Regions from separate parts of the Sus scrofa genome. Here region 1 is linked to region 2. Evidence: chromatin contacts called from public HiChIP or PLAC-seq data. All regions are on one chromosome and are shown on one strand. Each heading gives the region's core, a stretch centred on a gene start, on an enhancer-like site or on the middle of the called end of the contact. The rest is flanking DNA. Distances are from core to core; before and after follow the strand shown.

Region 1 (6,213 bases), core at 766-3,265, 260 kb before region 2:
AAAAAGGCTGTGTCTTAAATCAGGATAGAGCACCATAGAGCAAGATGGTAGCATCTCATACATACTCTCAAGTGATCGGTCAGATGGATGAGTTAAATTTGTGCATCTAGTCTACATCTTTGCTTATAAAAATGGAGATCATTTGCTTCAGATTGTTTTGGAGGAAAGGATAGTTTCTTGGGATGGGGGGAAGCCTAAGAAAGGAACAAAAATATTTCTGCTGTGATGTGCAAAAACATTTGGAATTGGTTTGGACTTTGATGACAGAGCAGCCTACCACTTCCCTCCTCTCCTATCCCATCTATTTGTGCCATGGATTTACTGAAGAAACACAGTCACTAAAGGTGTGTTGGATGGTACAGACTTGATAAAATGTTAAGAGGGAATATTGTAGCCTGAGTGATGACTGCTTTGGAAGAAATATCATACTCAAGTCCAGGAGAATACATCAAGGCAAGATTGCAGTGTTCTGGGAAAGAGATGATGGTGATCTGAATTGGACAGGTGGAACAGGGATTAGAGGGAGGAATTCATCTTTGATCCAATCCAAGAGACAGTTCCCAATTCTGATTACAGCAATTACCTAAGATCTGTAGTAAGCTAAAAGGTGAGAATGATATTTAATATTTAATAAGCTTTTATTGAAATGTTTAGGTAATATCATTAGGTGGTGAGCTCTCCCAAGGAGTGCTCAGAAAGAGCTAGATGACCAGCCACTGGGGATGATGAACCTTAAGGCTAAAATCTCTTGTGCCCAACATCTCCTTCTCGACAGGTGATTGTCCAAACTGTATTCGAAGAGTTTAAGTATGAGACAGAACACTTGGCTCTGGGAGGCAGCCTATTTGAGGGCTGAGCATCTGTAATTATTAGAATGCGTCTCCTGACAATTAGCCCCTTGACAGTCTAGGACTGTATAAAAGAAACCCATTCCTCATCATCTTCTCCAGGCTAAACCTTTTCAGTTCCTTTAACTGTTTTTCATTTCTTGTCTTCGTTCCTCTTTTCTGGCCATGCTTCCTGCTGGCACTGCCCTATTTGGAGCTTGCACCCAGAACTGCACATGCTTTATGAGGGGCAGCCTAACCTGAACAGAACAGAGAGGCTATGAGTTCTGTTATTCCAGCTACTGTATTTCACTAACACAGCTATAGGTGACAATCAAGGTTGTGGCAGCTCTTTATATTCTTCACTTATTTTGAGTCAACAAAATCCCCGAAGTTATTCTTTGCGTGTGCCACTGTTCAAACATGTAGAGCTGTGAAGCTCACCTTGGAATCGAGGGAGAAAACTTTATAGTAACCATATTGCATGTTTCCTTGTTGGAGTCAGGCCATTGCTCTAATCCATCAAGTTCTTTTTGAACTTTAAATCTGACATCTGGTGTTTCAGTCACTCTTCTCCATTTTAAATCATCTGAAACTTTAATTTAAAGCCAGCTCAGCCCATATTCATTGAAACAGAACTGTTAAAGAGGGGAGGGCTGGGGATGAAAACTCCTAGAGCTCTCTGGCCAGGATGACAAGTTTTTCACAAACAGCATTTTCCTTGGATATGGCCCCTTACTAGTTACAATGCACTCCACTGCTTAAACTCCAGCCCCCAATTTTCCTTCTCATCTCCAAGGATATTAAAGATCATTTCTATTCTCTGTCAACAGACTTCCGTTGGTCTATCCAGTTAAGAACTCTATGGATAAATGAGCTGAGTGCAGTACAGCTTGTTAGTAGTGCTTCTATGCTGATTCCTAATTTCTCCTGAACAAAGTCACCAGATTGCAGTCCAGAAAATTCACCTTCCTCCCCTTTACAAATCAAGATAGTATGGGAATTCCCATTGTGGCTCAGCCGGTTAAGGACCTGACATAATCTCTATGAGGTACAGGTTTGATTCCTAGCCTCACTCAATGGGTCAAGAATCCTGTGTTACCATGGCTATGGTGTAGGCCTGCAGCTATAGCTCTGATTTGACCCCTAGCCTGGGGAACTTCCATTTGCCACAGGTGTGGCTGTAAAAATAAAATTAAATAAATAATCCATCAAAATGGCATATGCCAAACTCCACCTTTTTGGAAATCATACCATCCTTCACAGTCACAGATTAATGCAGCAGTTTGACTTTTCTGGCAACTTCCTTCAGGCAGTTCACTATGTAGGTCAGGAGACAAACTGACTTAAGGCATTGAGTTCCAAGAGCCTTTTACCAGAGTTTGATCCAAACTTGTGGGATTATTCTCATTGATAAAGACAGTGGAAGACAAGTAGGGGTAGAACAGTGTGTTTTTCTCCCTGCTTTCTTTTGACATTAAACCATCTGGCTCTGGAGTAAGTCTTTGCCTTCCTTGTTCTGCTTCCTGCTTTGAGTACACCCCAGATCACCCCATTGTGCACTTCAGCACTTTTCACAAGCCTTACTTCCTACTAAATATTCGCATCCACAGGCTGGATGTAATTGCACACGCACATTTCTTCTTCTTTTTTGTTTTTTGCTTATTTTAGGGCCACACCCACAGCATATGGAAATTCCCAGGCTAGGGGTTGAATTGGAGCTGTAGCTGCTGGCCTACACCATAGCCACAGCCACAGCAACTCGGAATCTGACTGACATTGCAGCTCATGGCAACACCAGATCCTTAATCCACTGAGCAAGGCCAGGGATCAAACCCTCAACCTCATGGATACTAGTCAGGTTCATTTCTGCTGCGCCACAATGGTAACTCCCCATTTCTTTCTTTTTATTTTTTATTTTTTAATTTTTAGGGCTGCACCAGAGGTATATGGAGGTTCCCAGGCTAGGGGTCGAATCAGAGCTGTAGCTGCCGGCCTACACCACAACCACAGCAATGAGGGATTCAAGCCACATCTGAGACCTACACCACAGCTCACGGCAACACTCCCGATTAACCCACTGAGGGGGGCCAGGGATTGAACCGGCGTCCTCATAGATGTCAGATTCATTTCTGCTGAGCCACAATGGGAACTTCCCATTTCTTCTTAATTATGAGTTTGTCCACCTTTTCTGTACGTCCTTCTAAAATCTGGGCTGAGTTCCTCGAGAGTCATGTTAGCATCTTAGCTCACCTCGCCAGGTTTACTCAGGGTGGATTAGTTCCAGAGATCAATAGTCCCCCAAACCTTTTAAGTCATCTCTATTTTATAGTTGAAGTCACCGATTCCCACCTAACCTTTAATGGAATTCTTTCTGAAATGTCTTCTCTTACCCAGCTTGTTTAAATGTCTGACACTCTTCAGGGAACGTGCATATTTTTTCCGAAGGTTCTCAAGGAAGCAACGTGGTAGTGGAAAAGGTCTGATTTCTGAGTCAGGACTTTGTTCAAAGTCTGCACCTGCTCAAACTAGCCAGGTAACCTTAGGTGGCAGTTCCCTTCATCTCTCTGAGGCTAAGCGGAGATAATTATGCATTACCTCACAGAGGTAATCTCTCATCTCACAGAGTCATGAGATGAACAAATGAGATGATGTCTGTATTCAGTGACAGCTGACACATAGTGGGTCTTCAGGCAATGTTGGTTCTTTTCCTCTTTGCCTTTCTCTCTCCCTCTTTCAGTACACCAACCTGTTCTCACTTGTTTTTCATAATTCATTCAGAGTAGAAGTTCCTCTCATAGTCTTTGTTTTTTTAGGGAGACTCAGTATCCAGCTAGGTAAATAAGAACTTACCCAGCTTCTGCCTTTGGTGTGGATGAACCCCGGTAGAAAGCCCCATCACTGCCGCATCTTGCTTCTCTGCTGTGGCTTTTGCCACCCGGATCATTTCCTCCATCCGGTCCAGGTGTTAATTCTAAAAAATATTTGGAAAACTCTGAGAACATTTTCGATCCTTTGCGCTTCGTTCTTCTTGTAAACGTTTAGCCTTCTCTTCCAAAACAGTCATCTTTTACGTCATAGGGATGTTTTTTCTCATTCTAGATAACTCAATTCTGAGGAATCTGGGTGCAAAACTTTAATGGAAAAGCCACAACTGAGTTCCTTCAGCAATGCCCAGGATGTTGAGGAACAGATTTGAGTTGGGCCATTTTGAATCGGGCTCCTCGTCATCACTAATCTTCCTGCCTTTCCAGATTCAGGGCTAAGCTGAAATCTTGTGCTTCCTCAAATGCTTCTCTGACTTTCCTTACTTCCTCCAGTTAAAAATACCTGCCCTTTTGGGTTTGAATGGGAATGACCACTTACATTAAATATCCATCACTACATTTTTCACTTTCTCTTTACCCACTTCTGGGTCACTTTCCCCCTGCTGCTGTGTCTTCTTCAAGGTCTGAACTGCACAGGCTACCTTTTCTGAGATGCCTGGAACCTCCCTGTTGGGCAAAAATATACTTATCAGCCTCTGGACCATGTGTGCATCTCCCAGGTGACAGGGAAGTAAGCAGGAAATGAAAGAAGGGAGCCTAGATTTCCATCACTGGGGGATTTCTTCAGTCTTAAGGGGCAGCCTATTGAAATAAAACCACCCTAAATGTCACCTACTGACCCAACTTTGATTCTCTGGATTTTACTTTTAGGTCAAGCCTAACCTGCAGCTGGATTTTTACTATATATTATATCATATCATACCAAATAGTACACCCTTCCTGACTATTCCAAGAGGATTTGTGTTACATGTTTAAGTGTCAATCAAAGGTGGCCCTTAAAGAAAGCTGAATTTTTTTTTTTGTCTTTTCTAGGGCCGCACCCGTGACATATGGAGGTTCCCAGGCTAGGGGTCGAATCGGAGCTGTAGCCACCAGCCTACGCCGGAGCCACAACAATGCCAGATCTGAGCCGCATCTGCGACCTACACCACAGCTCATGGCAACACTGGATTCTTAACCCACTGAGCGAGGCCAGGGATTGAACCCGCAACCTCATGGTTCCTAGTTGGATTCATAATCCACTGCACCACGATGAGAACTCCAAAAGCTGAAGTTTTTAATGAGCATTTTTTGTTTGCAGCTTTTCTATTAGACGTCTGGAAGGCAAGCCCCCAAACCACCCCAACTTCACTTACAGTTCTAAGCCAACCTTCAAAAATTTCTTTTAGATATTGGACTGTATTTCTGACACTCCAGGAAAAGACAAGGTAGACTCTGATTTCATGAAGAATTCAGAAGTAGATTCTCAGCCTTATAAATGTAAATGTGATGGCCTATATATTTCCTGTTCCCCTAATACCTGAATCTGTTCTGTTTTAAAACTCTGAATTCCATTCCTATTCAAGTGCCCATCTCCTGGGAGCGAGTGACTCCCCATTTTCATTTACTCTTCATTCGCTCCTCTTTGAGTCAATGCAGAGTTGTTTGTTTGTTTGTTTTTCACGACAATAGGCTGCCAAAGCCCATGGGCTGTCTGGGAGGATCAACAATGGCATAACATAATATATGCCTGGCTTTATTTGGCAGGTCACACTCCTAGACAGGTCTTTCATTTCCGGTGGCCAGACCATCTACAAAACAAGGAAATACTTACATGCTCCAATTTTGGAAGGTAGAGGGAGGCGAATTGCAGCAGTGAACAGTCAAAGGTCAGAGCTGGATGGGATGTTTTGTTCTCAAGCTACATCAGTTGAACTTTAGGTGGAAGCACACAGAGGCTCGAAGGAAATGGGCATGGAACTCCCCATCGTCCCATGCCAAGCAGTGACCAGAACCAGATGCGAGCAGAATGATAAGCTCAGCATCTCACAGCAATGGAAATGTGGAAACTAATTTGGAAAGAACTAGAATGGAAAGGTCAGGAGAAAAGCGTCAGCATCTCTGTGTGGGTGAAAACATGCCTGAGAAACTCCACTCCAAGAAATAAGAAGGCCAAGGGAGATTCCTTGGAATCAAAGTGGAGATGTTTTTGGTGTCTTTACCCCAGTGGAGGGTGGACTCTAAGACTCCCTAAGCCCAAGCAATGTTGCCTTTTACTGTTAGTTTCTGCTCTCTGGTCTATTCTTGCTATTTCATCTCAGAACACTGGGAAAGCTACTGCCACCGAACAGGTTATGAGATGTGAGAAGTAACATAATGCCTTTTCTATCAAAGGAAATCCTGGTTACTCCATTTTGCTCCAGTTTTGGCTGAAACACCCTCCTGAGACCCCCTCCTCTTTACCTCTTCTCCCAGCAACAGTTTGTTTCAATTAGCCAACCGGGAAGAATGTGTGCCCTGACCTGACCAATGGGAAGGGGAAGGTATATCACCTGCGTTAGGGATAAATAGGGAGGGTC
Region 2 (6,572 bases), core at 1,679-4,178:
TTAACATGGAAACCAACGTGAAAGCCCTCTATGAAGGGTACTAGATACATTAAGTTCTTGAATCCAAGCTGATAATTGTAGTAATGTGAGACTGACTTAATGGGACCAGAACCCTTGTAAATGTTAATTCATTCTCAGAGTTTCCCAAAGAAACAACTGCTTTTATAAGAAGGTCAAATGTCTATCTTATACTGACACATCGAGGCTGTGAATAAATGTGGTTATAACACCGGTTTCCTCTCTCGGAAATTTCCTGCATTGGTGGCTTGGTTCTTTTTTTAAGTTAAATATAATCTAGCTGAATATTTGCAAAATGTTTTTGCTTTGTTCTCTTACTTTCTTTTTTCATTGCCACCTCTCCCTCCTCCATCCAACTTTCTTTTTTCCTTTGTTACTTCCTTCCATATTTTATTTCTTGCTTTCTTTCCAACTCTAGGAACAAGAAGAAAAATTCTTAGCTGTGTTTCCTTTCTAGTTCTCTATGTGAGCGCTAGACTGATACTTTTTTAAAAATAACTTTGTGCTGCCATCTTGTGGCAAATTCAGGTATTCCACCAGTCCAATAAATGGACTTAATGGGACTGAAATGGCAGAATTATTGAAGTACCTGAAAATGTCCTGCTGGGCACTTGCAGCCCTAGTTAACTAAGAATTGAGGAGATCTCTTGACTTTAAGAGCCAGGACCCAAAGCTAAGGCCCCCTCAATCCCTACAATTCACCCTCCTTCCAAAGCCTGTGATTTCTCCCAGGAAAGGAGGCAAATTTATTGTTACCAATCTGAGTCATGAAAACCCTTGAGCATAGAAAAACACCTTCAAATACACCTATGGCATATGTTAGCTCTTTATTTTTTTATTTTTTAGGGCCACACCTGTGGCATATGGAAGTTCCCAGGCTAGAGCTGAAACTGGAGCTGCAGCTGCCAGCCTACCCCACAGACACAGCCACTCTGGATCCAAGCTGCATCTGCGAACTATGCTGCAGCTTATGGCAACACGAGATCCTTAGCCCACTGAGCAAGACCAGGAATGGAACCCACATCCTGTGAGTAATAGTAAGGTTCTTAACCCACTGAGCCACAACGGGAACTCCCATGTTAGCTCTTTAGAAGGAACTTCTCAGTTTGTAAGTGTTCAGAATTATTTTTTATCAAGTCAACCATGCAGATTCAAGAACTCCTGGATTAACGTGGGGAATTGCCTTAAATCGTGATCCTGACGTTAACCTAGGTAAGTAACCAACAGTCAAATACTTTGGGACAGGAGTTCCCGTCGTGGCGCAGTGGTTAACGAATCCGACTAGGAACCATGAGGTTGTGGGTTCGGTCCCTGCCCTTGCTCAGTGGGTTAACGATCCGGCGTTGCCGTGAGCTGTGGTGTAGGTTGCAGATGCGGCTTGGATCCAGCATTGCTGTGGCTCTGGCGGAGGCCGGTGGCTACAGCTCCGATTGGACCCCTAGCCCGGGAACCTCCATGTGCCTCGGGAGCAGCCCAAGAAATAGCAAAAAGACAAAAAACAAAAACAAATACTTTGGGACAGACGGAACACAACACAAAAAAAGTTAGCGAGATATTTGCAAAGGTCAAAATTGTATTTGTTCAACAAAACAACACATGGGTGTGTCCACTGCCTTGTTAGAGCAGAGGAGTTACACAAAATATCAAGCTGATATTTAACAAAAGCTCTGAAGGATCTGGATCCCTTAAATGATGCTGGAACCTCAAACTCAGCAGATCCAAAATGAAAGTCATCCCTCTGTTGCCCCTGTCCCAGCCTTCCCACATCCATCACTCTCACACACTCACACACACACACATGCAATCTCCATGCTACAGCCATATTGCATCTCTTTAAAAGGCTTTTTTTTTTTTCTTTTCTTTTCAGGGCTGCAACCATGGCATATGGCAGTTTCCAGGTTAGGGGTTGAATCAGAGCCTATACCATAGCTCACAGCAACGCCAGATCCTTAACCCACTGAGCAAGGCCAGGGATCACACCTGCATCCTCATGGATACTAATCAGGTTCATTACTGCTGAGCCACAATAGGAACTCCCCCCAAAATTCTCATCTGATCCTGTAACTATCCTAATGTCCTTTGAGCCCCTCCCCCACCTCAGATTAAAGTCTGAAACCCCTAACCTGTCTGATTCCTGGCCCACTTCCCTCGCCCCCCCATGTCCCATCTGCATTTGCCTTCTTCCAACTTGAGCACTGGGCATCCTCTCACCAGGCGGGTGCCCCCGTGCAAGCGCCAGTATTTCTCTGTAACAATCCTCATGCCGATAATTCATTTTTTTCACCTCTCTTTCCTGTTACAAGAGGGTAGTGGCTCAGGGCATTTCTTTTGCTGCAAGGTAAATGCTCAGAAATATTTATTTAACCTGCCTTGGAACATGGTTTTCAGCAACAGGGCAATAAGATAGGTTTTAGGGTGATGGAGACAATGATAGGACCCTTGTCACAGTTTTCAGACAAGAAGCCAGCCCGGTGAGCCTGGTGATCCTCAAGCTTGTCTATGGCAGCCCTGGAATCAGAAGCCCATTATCCCCACAAACGATTCTGGGAGCTCCCTGGGAGGAGAGATGGAGAGGCAGACGGGACCTTCCTTTGGCACAAACATCGAACGTGATAAGGGTTTGGGGGGCAAGTGTGAGACCGGTTCCCGCAGCCTCCGTGAGTGAAAGCACCTGCCTTCTGCTGTGCCTGGGGAGTTTACCCTCAGTTCCGTGGTTCTCTTTGTTCAGAAGCTTTGCACGTTCGACTCTATGTGGTTTGGGGAAGACCGTTCAGCCTGATCCGGGTGTGCTCCGAAGAAAGGAAAGGGAAAGAAAACTCAGCTTTGCGTCTCCCGCTTTTCTGCCCAGCCTATAAAACATCTGTTACTCTCCCTGATTCGAAATGAGGAAATGTAGGTTCAGAGGCGTGAAACACCCGGGGGTTGTGGGGAAATGAACACTGATGACCGAGGTCCTTGGCCACGTCCGTCTTCCTCTCTAGGGAGGGGGCGCCGGCGCTCAGAGCTGCAGCCAGGGACTCTTAGGAGGCCCTGGGGGAGCAGGAGACCTTCCCGTGGTGAACAGTGAATTCAGCCTCGGGAATTAGCGAAAGGCAGCCGTGTCCAATCCCCAGCTGTGTCAGTGTGATTTGTAATAAGAAATACATGTTTTGGAGTTCCCGTCGTGGCGCAGTGGTTAACGAATCCGACTAGGAACCATGAGGTTGTGGGTTCGGTCCCTGCCCTTGCTCAGTGGGTTAATGATCCAGCGTTGCTGTGAGCTGTGGTGTAGGTTGCAGATGCGGCTCGGATCCCGCATTGCTGTGGCTTTGGCGGAGGCCGGTGGCTACAGCTCCGATTAGACCCCTAGCCGGGGAACCTCCATATGCCGCGGGAGCGGCCCAAAGAAATAGCAAAAAGACAAAAAAAAAAAAAAAAAAAAAAAAAAAAGAAATACATGTTTGGTCTTCATCCTGGTTCCTGACACGGAGCCCCGGAAACCCTTGTAACCTCCTACGTGATGAGAGGACCAGAAGCATCTTTTGTTCTAATGGGGTGACTCTGGGTGGGACCTGGTCAGCAGAAAAACCAAGCCATGATTAGAGGCTTGGAAGTTTTAGCTCCCCCACCACTACCTCCCTGGAGAGAGGAGAGGGGCTGGAAATGGAGTTCATGATCCATTGTGTCTATATGAGGAGGCCTCTATAAATGTCCCCCAGAAAGGGTTCAGAGATGCTCCAGGTTGGTGAACACATCCCTGTACCAGGCTGGTGATGCATCCCAACTCCACGGAGACAGAAGCACCTGCATCCAGGACCCTTCCAGAACTCACCCTGTGTACCTCTTTGTCTGGCTGTTCATTTGATCCTTTAATAGACTAGCCAACGTAAGTGAGTGTTTCCCTGAGTTCTATGAGCTGTTCTAGCCAGTAATTGAATCTGTGGGGAAGAAGACCATGTAGGAAGCCAGCTCCGACAGAAGCTGTAGGTAACCTGGGGGACCATCCACTTGCAGTTGGCATCGGAAGTGGGAGGGGAGAAGTCCCTGGGGACTGAGCCCTTAACCTGTGGGATCTGAAGCTTGCCCCAGGTAGGTCATATCAGAATCAAGTTCAATCGTAGGACACCCAACTGGTGTCACAGAAAGTGCTCAGTGGGGGAAACCCCACACATATTTGGTGAGCAGAAGGATCAGAGGTGTTGTGACTGTGGCAGTTGTGTAAAGGAGTGACACACAGGAGGGCAGAGTGGATGGTCAAAGTCACCAGCCCAAGCCAGAGCCCCAGCCATACATTGAACCGTATTGTAACCAACCTTGCTGGGAATCTAGAAACTCTGTATTGCACCAGTTTTAGCTATCTGTGATCTGTTTGCTATTTGTCTTATATATTCGTGATGGGCAATTCATCTTTTAAAAGCAAAAGGGCCCTAGGACTTATCTTTAGAGAGGACCAGGAGAGGAGAGGGGCCTGGCTCTCTGGGGACAGGAAGCCTTGGGAAAGCCGGCTGAGTCACTGGAGGCCACAAGAAAGGAAGAGTGAGGCCCCCAGAGGCGTGTGCTTGACAAGAGGCCATAAGCTGAGTAAGAAGCAGAGAACTGTACAAAGTCCTCTGACAGGTGCAGGGCTGGAGAGGGAGGAACTGGGCTTCACACCTGGGTGGGAACAACTGATCAACCTGTTGAAACCCATTTCCCATAAAGGGAGGGCTGGTGGCTGCCGGGTTGGCTCTGTGAGCCACGTGGGCTGATTGCAAAGGGTGAGGATCGGGCTCATTGAGAGCGTGTTCATTTCAAGGTCACACACAGGGTCTGTGACATCTGATAACGTTGCGGCAACCTGTCCCTGGTTCTCAGGCTCCAAAATCAAGGATTTGTGATTCCCAACTTGGGCAACCGGTTCAAAGGTGAGCCACAGTCAACAAAAGCGCTAGACTTTATTCCGCAGATTAATCTTGTACTCTGTGTGTGTTTATTGCACAAGACACTACATTTGAGGGGGAAAAAAACGTTGGAGGTGCTCCAAGTCCCAACCTGCAGGAATGAATGAGAACTTGGTCCCACAACACCCTGCCTCCCCTCTGTAGTTAACCCCCCTTCATCTACCTTCAATGTCCACGCCATCTTCACGCTTCCTTACACATACCTGGCAAGACCCCATCCTGATTAAACTCAGCCCTCTGTCATTCTGTGCCTGCAACCCTCCAGCTGCACAAGGCTGGAAAAACCACCCCACCACGGTGGCTGGTCTTATCTTAAATTTCTGGCAGCAAATGTCTACCATTCTTCTAGGTCCATCCTAGCCCAAGTGGTTCTGCTGCATTTCCCCAGTCACTCTCACTCCCGTGATTTCCTAGGTGACTGTCATGCACCTCCTCCTCTCTTCAGCCCTCCATCACATTCTCCCTCTTCCTGACTCTCAGCTGAACACTTGATTCCAAGGTCATAATGAAAGCTGAAGCCGCAAGAAGAGAAATTCTGCACCCTGCCACCTCCACATTCACCCATCCACCCCACCTGCCTCTGTGCCCAAACGATCTGCCATCCCTTCTGTAACTGTTGAGGAAGAGCCATGGTCTAATCAAGACCAGCTTGGACACTTCACCCACTCAAGGACAACCTTATCCCACGTCACCCACTCAAGGACAACCTTATCCCACGTCACCCACTCAAGGACAACCTTATCCCACGTCACCCACTCAAGGACAACCTTATCCCACGTCACCCACTCAAGGACAACCTTATCCCCTTGGCCTCAGGAACTATTACTTTCCCTCCATGAAAGGATGTGTCCCACCAACAAACAAACCTGCTGTAGTAGCCCATGTTACACTCACGCATCTTTTGAAACTCACACCCCCCTCTAGCTCTTATCCCATTTGTCCACCTTTTTTTCTGTAGCAAAATGCCTTAAAGAGTTTTTTTTAGCACTTTGCGATCTCTACTTCTTGTCTTCCCATCCTCTCTTGAACCCACTCCAACCAGGTTCCTGCCTGATCATTCTGCAGCAACAGTTCTGGTCAAGGTCAGCAAGCTGCACGTGGTTCAGCTCCACGGTCACTCCACAGGCTTTGCGTCTGATCTATCAGTAGTATCCACTGTTTCTCTCTGCCTTTCTGACACACTACCTTCACTTGGCTTGTAGGGCATGACTTCCTCTTGGTTTTCCTCTGAACTCATTGGCTTCTTCTTCTTCTTCTTCTTGTCCACTGAGCCTCATTCTCACCTGACCCCTGATGGCAGAGTGTCCCAGACTACAGTCTTCTCACCTTTTTCAGGCTCAGACTACATTCACTGCCTAAGTGAACGTAGCTTTCAATGTTACTACATGCTGGCAACTCCCATACTGACATCTCTAACCAGATCTCTATCCCGAGTTCCAGGATCCTAACTCTATCTGTTGGACATCTCTGATAATCTGTAGATCACAGTGGTTCTGTGTTTAGCCTCCAGAATCTACTTGTGATGGAAACTCAGCTCTTCCATTGAGCGGTGCAGAAAGGTGTTGACCTGTCAAGTGTGACTGCTGGTTCTTCGAAAGCCTTCCTTGCAAGGCTGGTCCTTGGTTGGCATCTGGA

Evidence for each region. HiChIP or PLAC-seq counts read pairs in DNA pulled down with a chosen protein or histone mark.
Region 1: an H3K27ac HiChIP or PLAC-seq map of alveolar macrophages shows a contact between it and region 2. The contact joins two enhancer-like sites. A contact is called at or near these places in 5 of 5 promoter capture datasets (fetal liver, fetal skeletal muscle, liver and 1 more), 32 of 47 Hi-C or Micro-C datasets (adipocytes, adipose tissue, alveolar macrophages and 16 more) and 2 of 2 datasets of contacts at active chromatin or transcription factors (alveolar macrophages and skeletal muscle).

What each region holds. Positions count from the first base shown.
Region 1 is chr1:26,653,078-26,659,290 of Sscrofa11.1, reverse strand. No RefSeq gene overlaps it. Among named protein-coding and RNA genes, the nearest start is that of OLIG3, 140 kb to the left of the region's middle. Within about 2 kb of position 2,015, at least 7 of the 83 cell types and tissues checked have an H3K27ac peak or open chromatin away from gene starts, as enhancers often do. A contact at or near this core is called in alveolar macrophages and retroperitoneal adipose tissue, where this site is marked.
Region 2 is chr1:26,389,562-26,396,133 of Sscrofa11.1, reverse strand. No RefSeq gene overlaps it. Among named protein-coding and RNA genes, the nearest start is that of PERP, 92 kb to the right of the region's middle. Within about 2 kb of position 2,928, at least 7 of the 83 cell types and tissues checked have an H3K27ac peak or open chromatin away from gene starts, as enhancers often do. A contact at or near this core is called in alveolar macrophages and retroperitoneal adipose tissue, where this site is marked.